Linked DNA regions of Hordeum vulgare: region 1 is linked to region 2. A link is a contact called in public Hi-C data. All regions are on one chromosome and are shown on one strand. Each heading gives the region's core, a stretch centred on a gene start, on an enhancer-like site or on the middle of the called end of the contact. The rest is flanking DNA. Distances are from core to core; before and after follow the strand shown.

Region 1 (4,800 bases), core at 810-3,309, 460 kb after region 2:
CAGTAGAACAACGCTATTAGCCAAATTGCCCGACCGTTCCCGCCAAGCTTGAGTGGTTGTATGTGGGGGTCAAGTCGAGGTGTACAAGCACCCTCATATCGTTCTCATATTTGAGACGGGTTTGACGGGTGCCGGTAAGTCTGGACGTATAGGGATGAAATAAGGTATTCGGTTGGACCACTATATTTTGATCGGACATTGGCCGTCGGACGTTTAGGAACAGAGTAGTGGGTCCGGTTATATGTGCCCTTAGAGCATCTACAACTGGACATTACAAATATGACTCCTCTAACGCCAGCAAACGGGTTCGATTAGTGACCGGACGAGTTCCTTATTTGTCCGTTACTTGCACGTGATTGATGTAGACAAAGAGAAAGAGAAAAAAGAATGAATAAAGAAAAAAAAAAGATTTGAAATATGGTCAGGTCCTATGTGGTGAACTCGCTGGGCGTCTGGCCGCTTTCGTAAGCCTTCATATCCTTCTCATATTTTCAATGAATATGATCGTTCGCAAACAGACCGAACGTATAGAAATGATATGAGGATCTGGTTGGGTCATTTTTTTCACATCCTTTTTTTATTCGGTCATTACGGGCGTATGAAGGAGTCATTTGAGTTTGGCTGTAGATGCTTTTATGTCTAGCCCAACAGTTCAACGACTGCTCGGATAAGAAAACAACACCCAACAATACTCTTCAAACCCAACAGTTCAACGACTGCTCGGATAAGAAAACAACACCCAACAATACTCTTCAAACATAGGACATTTTCAAAGCGGCTCATCAAAACCCTGTTATACGACTGCACCGAGCGGTTTGGATAATTTGCCTCCAAGGCTATCCCTCAGTTGCCCGTGGTCCACGGATATGGGCAAAATCCCGTTGTTTGCCCCAAATTAAGGAGCTCCAGGCGGTGTCTGGAGTTCTGGACAACCTGCAGACACCATCAACTCTGGCCTCGGATCGCACCACAGCCGTTGATTCTTGAACGGACAAGTAGAGGATTGGAAGAACATCTGTTTGATGTACGCCTTTCAGGATGCCCTCAGTCCATTTGTTTGGGCAAAACCCTGAAAGCCAATCCATATCTCTATTTGACACTGACCTTAACCACGCCCCTACGTGGCCGGACAGCCGTACGAGTATATAGCAAGCTCACGGATGGAGTAACTTTGATCGGTCATACGTCGATCGCTTATCAATAATTAACGTGCAACATGTGTGGACAGAAGTAAGTCAAGTGTGGCAAGTGTGACAAAAATAATATGATAAGATATGACAAAGATAGTCACAATCCAAACAGCCCCTGTTAGCCACACATTGGCTTGTCTAAGAAAATCTTGCCACAATTTTTGTGTCTATGACATGTGGGGTTTAGTATTCATTAAAAAATGCTTGCCTTAGGTTTGGCTAAAACCAAACACCCACCTAACTTGATTAAATTTGCCTAAGTTAAGTTATGGCAAAGTGTGACAAGGTGTGGTTAGGAACCAAACAGCCCCTTACTCATGTCTGCTGCAACACCTTTTCTTTCGTTTGTTTTACTGCCCATGATCACATCGGGGCACATCAAGCTCCCGGACTCCAGGCCCCGGCGTTCTCTGCAGGCCCGGTGTCACCTCCGTCTGTGTGTGTAGCACCCACGGGAAACATACGTAGAGCCGCGGTATCCAGCACGTCCGGCATCGCCCCGCCGTACCACCCCGACGCATTTTATGCCCGGTGTTCATGCATGCAGCGCGCAGCAGGTGACGTGCCCGCTGGCCGCTGCCGCATTGACTAGCCGCAGCCATCTAGACCACCATGGGGAAACACTCCAACGGTCGCATCACGCGTCTGCACAGTGCACACGCCACACACACACAACCCAAGCTTCTCAGCGAAGGCTGCTCTGCGCTGCTCCCGTCATGCAATGCAACGAGAGCACATGAACGAATAAAGAAATAAAGAGAGACGAAACGAAACGAAAGCAAGGCCACGGGCCGGCCGCATCTACTAGAAAAGAGAGGAGGGAATTGTCTGCATGTATGATCATACAGTGATAAGCCTGTAGAAGGGAGTAGACGTCGAGCTGCAGCGCCTCTGCCAGGAGGGCGGAGGCGTGGCACTGTGCCTGTGCCTGTGCCTGTACCTGTAGGCTGTAGCCGGTCATCAAAGCCAGCGTCCATCGGCTGGGCGAGCTGTGAGCTAGGTGGTGGTGTAGGGCGTAGGGGAGTACGTAGATCGCGGCTCGTGATGGTGTATTTGCCTTGAGATATCATGAAGACACTGGCCCCCCATTGATGGATTGCAGGGGCGTGGCGACGAGGCCGAGCATATGTCCCGTCGTGTCCTGGCCGCCTGTGGCTGTGTGGTGGGAGTACTGTGCTCTCCAGTGATCGATCCTCTACAGTGTTTCTGGCTCAAGTTGCAAGGACCAAGGAGTATTTGTGTGCATTCCAGATACGTATAGGCAGCGGGTCATTCATTCGCTGTCGTGTGTTTGAATTCGCCTCCGCTTAGAGGGTGTTTGTTTCCACGGACTTATTGGTTTTGGGACTTAAAAAAGTCCCTATAAGTCCCACCTAAACCAAACACAAAGGACTTATTGAAACTTATTATGATGATTTGGGACTTATCAAATAAGACTCTCTAGTAGGAGCTTATTGGGACTTATTGCTCGGTAGCCCGCGGAAAAAGTCTCCCGCATCGATCGAGTGGCCGCCGCCCTACCCCTCGTCGCTCGCAGGCCCCAGTCGCCGCCGCCCCACCGCCACGTCGCCGCCCGCCCCGTCGCCACCCGGTCCGTCGCCGCCCCGCCCCGTCGTCGCCCCGTCGTCCCGTTTTCTGCCTCGGTTCGTCCCCCCTCCCCCCCCCCCCCCCCCGTCGCCCCGTTTCTGCATCGCTGGAGTTTTCTGGTCCGCATGGTTATGTGAACAAAGTGTATTTTATTAGGTGTAATATGGATTTATAAGTCCCTGTAAACAAACAGGTAGGGACTCGGGACTTATAAGTCCTTCTAAACAAACAGGTAGGGACTTATGACTTATAAGTTGGGACTTAAAAAAGTCTTAGGACTTATGAAACAAACAGGGCCTAATGTGCAACCATTAACAAACGACATCCGCGCCGATACATTTTTAAATTTAATTTAAGACTGAAATGCATCGACGCGAGATGCGCGCACCCTTTTGGTGTTCGTCTTATCCACATCCATCGATCGCCCAACTATCCGCAGTCAATTTAATTAATGACCGCCACCTCTGCAGGTCCACGCGTCAGCGATCGCGGTCGGCCTTTTTTAATCCGAACGTGCGGCAGGTTCGGCCTCATCTTCTTCGAGACCCCGTCCTTATTTCACCACCTCTCTGCTTCCTCGTCGGCGATCAAACCTAGCGAGCAACCATGGCCGGCACCAGCTAAAACAAGGGCAAGCGCCCCGTCGTCTATATCCGCGTGCTACGCTCGGAGGAGGTCGCCTACCTCGAGCATAGGAGGGTGATGTGCTTGACGGAGGAGCGCGCCCGAGCTGCGCTACCGCCGCCACCAGCACTTCCCGCGGTCCCGCCCCCGCGCCGGCACAGCCCGACCTCACCGGTCCCGACGCCGACGACGAGGACGCCTAGGGTAGCATGCATTTTAGTTTTCTTAATGTTAAATTATAATGTAATGAGGACATGTGGACTATCGTCGGTCTTCGTGACCGGCTTTAATGTTTAATTTATATTTGTTTTTATTTTTATAAATGTCTACATTTTTTTACGCATTGTCACAAAATGGATCGGACCAGCGTTCCAAATGCGAAAACGAACATTGGTGTTCGGTGGGCCGATCCAAACGGACAAAAATCCGAACAAAAGCGTCGTCCGTTTAGATCGACCGGATGTAATTGCTCTAAAAACGTTTAAATTATTAAGATAATGTTCTTAATGCTTTTATATTAGTTTATGAAGAGAGTATTAGCTTGAGTATTGACTGTTGTGACGGTTTGATTTTATTATTGGGTGTGGCTAGAAATCAGTCGACTAACACTTAACAAAGTCTCAGTCGAATGACATCACCCGTCCTAGTCAGGCCTAGAGCAGTGATTTGAGTCCCGGGTTCAGAAGAGCCCGGGCATAAACAGTAACACGGTTTATAGTAAAATGTATTTTAAAAAACAATTTTTTATGGTGCAAGATTCTTCTGCGCGTGAACTTCGTGTAAATTTTTGTGAAGTTTAAACTTTTGAAGAGCTTGTGGAAAAAAACAAATTTCAAATGAATGAGAAACTTTTGACAATAGCAATGTTCACATAATTTAATTATTTTTGTAATGAGCTCCTCGAATATTCAAACTTCACAAAAATTTACACGAAGTTCATACATATAAACATCTTGCAAAAAAAAATGTGTTGATAGTCATATCACTGTTCACCTGGTTCATCTGAGCCCGGGCTTCGACTTGAATTATCGTTTTTCTTTGTCTGTGCCATTTGCTTTGTCTAGACTTGAATTATCGTTTTTCTTTGTGTGTGCCTTGCTTTTGTTCGTCCAATGTCCCTTGCCTCACTTGGCCCGGCCTATAAACGTTTGATTAGCGATGGCCACGGGAGTAAACACTCACTCACTTTCGATTCACAGCTAGCTTCATCTCTCCTAAGAAAGAAAGAAAAAGACGATGATGTCTATTTGTTGCTCTCGATGGGACCTAAGGTTCGGCTGTATACTTACTATTGCTTGCTTGGGAGCTGTGAACTTGCTTCCCGAGGTTGTGGACGAAGGTGAACACACACAGGTATATAGCATATACATTATGTTCGTTAGACGCACAATTTTTATCG
Region 2 (4,449 bases), core at 1,009-3,508:
AAATCAGTAGATACTCATGTTTCTAGTACCTTATGTCATAACTTAATAAAATGTATGGGAGGGCACAATATTAAGCAATCATAATATCAATATGATAGAATGTAGGCTTAATCGTAGTGGTGATAATCTGCTATGCGGTAGATCAACACACTACTGTGTGGTCCCAAAACATCAATTTGAAAGAAAATCACTTCGGAATTTTGCATATCAACTCGTGCTCGTATTAAGCCAAAGGCTCAATTAAGACGAGGGGTTGATTTTTATTTGCAAGAAATTTGAAATTTCAATTACAAATAATAGAGGTAATAAATCTCAACATGTAGCAAACATGGAAATATATATTACATCACATATGTTCTAGAATACAAAGTACTCTACAGAAAACAGTACTGGAAATAGACGTATTGGAAACAAGAATTAAACAGGATCTAAGATAGGGATTAGTCTACTGCTAGATCTACTGTTGATAGTACAAGAAGTAATCTAAAGCAGAGAGCAAATAGTACTAGAAAATACTACTAAAGTGTGTTGGAGTGCTGCAAGACCACATGTGCCATCGAACCAAGACCACATGTGTCCCAAGGATGCGCACATGTCGTCAGCAGCGCCCACTTTATTCAAATCACGGGAGGATAAGGCAGAGCCAGCTCTAGAAAAGCAAGAGCGGCACCGCATCAGGCAGAGCCCCGCGCCAGGGAGAACTCTGCGCGTGCTACTTCGTAGCATTCACCAGGGACGGGCGAGAGAGCCTCCGCCGCGCTCGTCCTCATCTTCGTCGGAAGTCCCGCCCGAGGGCAAGGAGCCAGGCGAGGCGCCGTTCGCGAGCCCAAGGGAGGTCGGGCTCCAGGATCCAGCGCGCGGGGCGCGGCCGCTCGACGGAGGGCTCGAGGCCGCGAAGCCAAAGGGCAACAACCGGCGGCGAGGCGGAGTAGCGGCCGGTGCTGCGGATGGCAGGCGCGCGGGGGTGGCCGGCGTTGGAGACGGCAGGCGCGGGGGGTAGCCGGCGCCGCGGGCGCGATGGCGTCGACGGCCGCCGTGCAAGAGAAGCTGCGGGCAGCGGAGCCAAAAGCGAAGGCGGAGGCGGAGGCCCCGGTTGGCGCAGGCACGGGCGCGGTGGAGCCGCTCCCCATCTCGACAACCGCCGGGGTCGGAGACGGGAGGCGCGGCGCGAAGGAGCCGCTCCCCATCTCGACAACCGCCGGGGTCGGAGACGGGAGGCGCGGCGCGACGGAGTTGGAGTCGACAGCCGCGGAGCTGGTGGAGCCCAACTCGAAGAGGGGTCCGGGCGCCTGCTCGACGGCGGCGGCGTCGTCCCCATGAAGTGGGCAGATGACCCACCCATGGGCAGAGCACCAAAAACCCGGCGGCGGTGCTCACTGTGCCGCGTCGGCCCCAAGCATTGGCGGGGCAGGGCCGGCGAGGAGCCAGTCGAGGGCCCCCAGCGCGAGCGGGGCGAGGGACGCGGCGCCGTCCGCCGGATTAGCACCGCTCAGGGAGCGGGTGCCCAGGCCGTGGAAACGGGGCACTCCTTGGCGGAGCGCACGGTAGCCACCGGCGCCGTGGCGGCGGCCGATGTAGCGACCCTCTCCGAGGCGCCGACCGTCGAAGCGGCGGCGCTCTCCAAACCTGCGGTGGAGAACAGCGAGGCGGCGACGACGGACGTAGTTCTGCTGCAGGCGGCGAAGGTTCGTCGGCGTTGAGCGAGGCATCCTTCTCACCTTTTGCTTTCTTGCTTGTCGATCTCCTCGATCTCTTCGAAAACGTTCTGGAAGAGCAGTGCTGATAACGTGTTGTGATCGAATCGAGAGAGAGATGTAAATGAATCAACTCTCAACTTTATTCCTTGATGATGAACACTTATATGTCAGGGGAAGACGGTTCCTGGAAGCGACGCTTCAGGAACAATACGTCGGTTCCGCATCGTGGGAGGGACTCACGTGCGGTTACAAGTAGAGATTAATTTAACTAATTACATGATTAATTAAATTCTAACATAAACGAGACCTATTCCAGGCCCCTCGAACTGACGACCTCTTTTTATTCCTCCCGGCACATGGAACCAGCTCCCTTTGCCACCAAGAGTAGAGCAAGATCGGAAAAGCAACTGACCACCACCACCAATGTTATGCTCTTTGCAGGCTCCGGTTTGGGTTCGCCGTCGCCGTCGCACCTGCTCCCATAACACGAGCTGCTAGCAAGCTCAGCCATGGCGTAGGTTGCAAGATAGTAGTGTGGTGAGTTGCTGCTATCCGGCAACAACCACCGGACGCACTTGGAGAGTGATGCGTGGGCGTGGGCGTGGCCGTTGGGTTTTAGGGTCTAGGTGACGCCGTGCTTTCCTTACTCTTTAGCTTTAGCTTCTTAATGCAAGCCATCAATTGGCTCGGGATTTGTGTAATCTGCGGTTCTAGTCATGGCTGTTTCAATGCGGCAGGACATTTTGGTCCACCTGATGATTTGATAGAGAAAATGGGGAGCTGGTGGTGGTGTGATTAGCATGGCCGAACCGACGATCGACGGGGGGATAAACTAGTAAGCACTGGTAGTTTAGTTTATCTCCCTAGTGATAATTATAGGAGTACTGGCAGCAGTTGGAATATTGGAATAGTATAGTTGTGAGTGACCACTGTGTTCTGAAGAGAATAACAGGATTACTGCAGAGGAACTGGTTCTCGTGAGACAGATTGGGACAAGTTTGACATTTTGATCCGGGAACATGTCCTGGATGATGCTGAAAGAATTTATGAACTACTTCCCGTTGCCTGTTCCGCAAAAGAAAAAAGGGGGAAAAAGGCCAAGCAGTGATGTGCATTAGGCCTTGTTCGGTTGCAACGGATTTGAAGGGGATTGAAGTAGATTGGGGAGGATTAAATCCCCTCTAGGTCAAAATCCATTTCAATCCCTTTCAGGCCTCATTTGGTTAAGGGGATTGGGGAGGTTTAGATAGGAAAATCCTCGGGAGGGTCAGAAACCCCATAAATCCTCGGGCGTCCATTTGATAGGAGGGGTTTGCTTAGCCCAATCCTCTCTGTTCCCCTTCAATCCCTTCCTATCCATGTGTTTCAAAATTCTCCTGAAGGGACTAGTGAAAGCAAAGTCCCGGGGATTTGAGAGGATTGGGTAAAAGAAAGGGATTCACCCAATTCTCTGAAATCCCTCTCTCTCAAAACCTCCCCAATCCCCCTTAACCAAACTAGGCATTAAGGAGATTAGGAGAGGTTGATGTGTTCAAGATGACTGTTGTTGATGTAAACTTGACGGGAAATAAGAACATGCGTAATGAGACCTACGTAGATGACGAAAGAGACCACTTCCACGACACCGAAATGCTGATGTACAGATGTCACTTCGTATGGGAGTAGCGTGACTGCATCAAGCTAGCTGGGCACACTTACTCTGATCATGTTGAGTTGGTCTTCAGAAATATCCATGTGTGCTGGCGAGAGAACTCAGGACCCGGCAGAAAGTTCGGTTAAACACTACTGACGGAGAGAAGATGGCCAAGAGAAACTCGGTGTGCATTCCACCCGGGGCGCGGACGTGATGTTTTTGAGCCAGAGCTCAAATGAGCTCGGGGTAAACAGTACCATCCAAAAATATTCAAACAATGTTCACAAAATTCTGAATATTTTTGTGCAAACATCGACAAAAGTTCTCAGTGCTCACAAATTTCATCAAAAAATAACATTTGTAGAAGTCGTAGCAAAAATAAAAAAATTGATGCTCCAAAATTGTTATTTTTGATAATATTTTAGACTACTGTTTTTTTACGACTTCTACGATGTCATTTTTAGATGATATTCTACAAGCACTGAGAAAAAAATTCAACCGTTGCGATTTTTTTAATAAAATATATTTTTAGAATTTACTGTTCATCTCAAACTAAGATGAGCACAGAAGCAGAACATGACTTCCCCCGGGGCACGCCAATGTCTGACATGTAGCGGGACATAGGGCAGCCTTGTCTGGGCGAGTGCGAGACTTGGACGGCCCAGCGCCCGGGAGGCCACAGGCCACAGCCTCGTTTTCTCTGTGTTTTTCACTTTTTTACTTCTTTTTCATACTAAAAAATATTCTAAATATACGTATTACAGAAAGCACTTTAGGTAAAACATTTGCAAAATGTTAATAAAGAATTTGAACAACGTTAAATGTGTATAGACAAATTATTTTTCATGTATACGAAAAATACATAGAAAATATATAATGTGTATAAAAATTTGATCATATATTAAAAATGTAATAAAGCATTTGGAAAATATTAATAAAATATGTAAAAATAATAATGAAGCATTTGATAAATATTAAATATGTATAGAAAAATGTTCCATGCGTATAAAAAATGTGTGCTGAACATTTTTTAGTTCCAATAAACATTTTCCCACACACAACGAATATTTTCTTATACATCAAGAAACATTTTTATATGAATTTATTAAAAATATATAA

Evidence for each region. A called contact is a pair of places that touch in the nucleus more often than the background predicts.
Region 1: a Hi-C map of leaf shows a contact between it and region 2, with 3 times the contacts expected there. The contact joins two enhancer-like sites. A contact is called at or near these places in 2 of 6 Hi-C or Micro-C datasets (leaf and seedling).

Annotation. Positions count from the first base shown.
Region 1 is chr6H:511,785,577-511,790,376 of MorexV3_pseudomolecules_assembly, forward strand. No RefSeq gene overlaps it. Among protein-coding and RNA genes, the nearest start is that of LOC123403269, 79 kb to the right of the region's middle. Within about 2 kb of position 2,060, at least 2 of the 3 cell types and tissues checked have open chromatin away from gene starts, as enhancers often do. A contact at or near this core is called in leaf, where this site is marked.
Region 2 is chr6H:511,328,628-511,333,076 of MorexV3_pseudomolecules_assembly, forward strand. No RefSeq gene overlaps it. Among protein-coding and RNA genes, the nearest start is that of LOC123400959, 78 kb to the right of the region's middle. Within about 2 kb of position 2,259, at least 1 of the 3 cell types and tissues checked has open chromatin away from gene starts, as enhancers often do. A contact at or near this core is called in leaf, where this site is marked.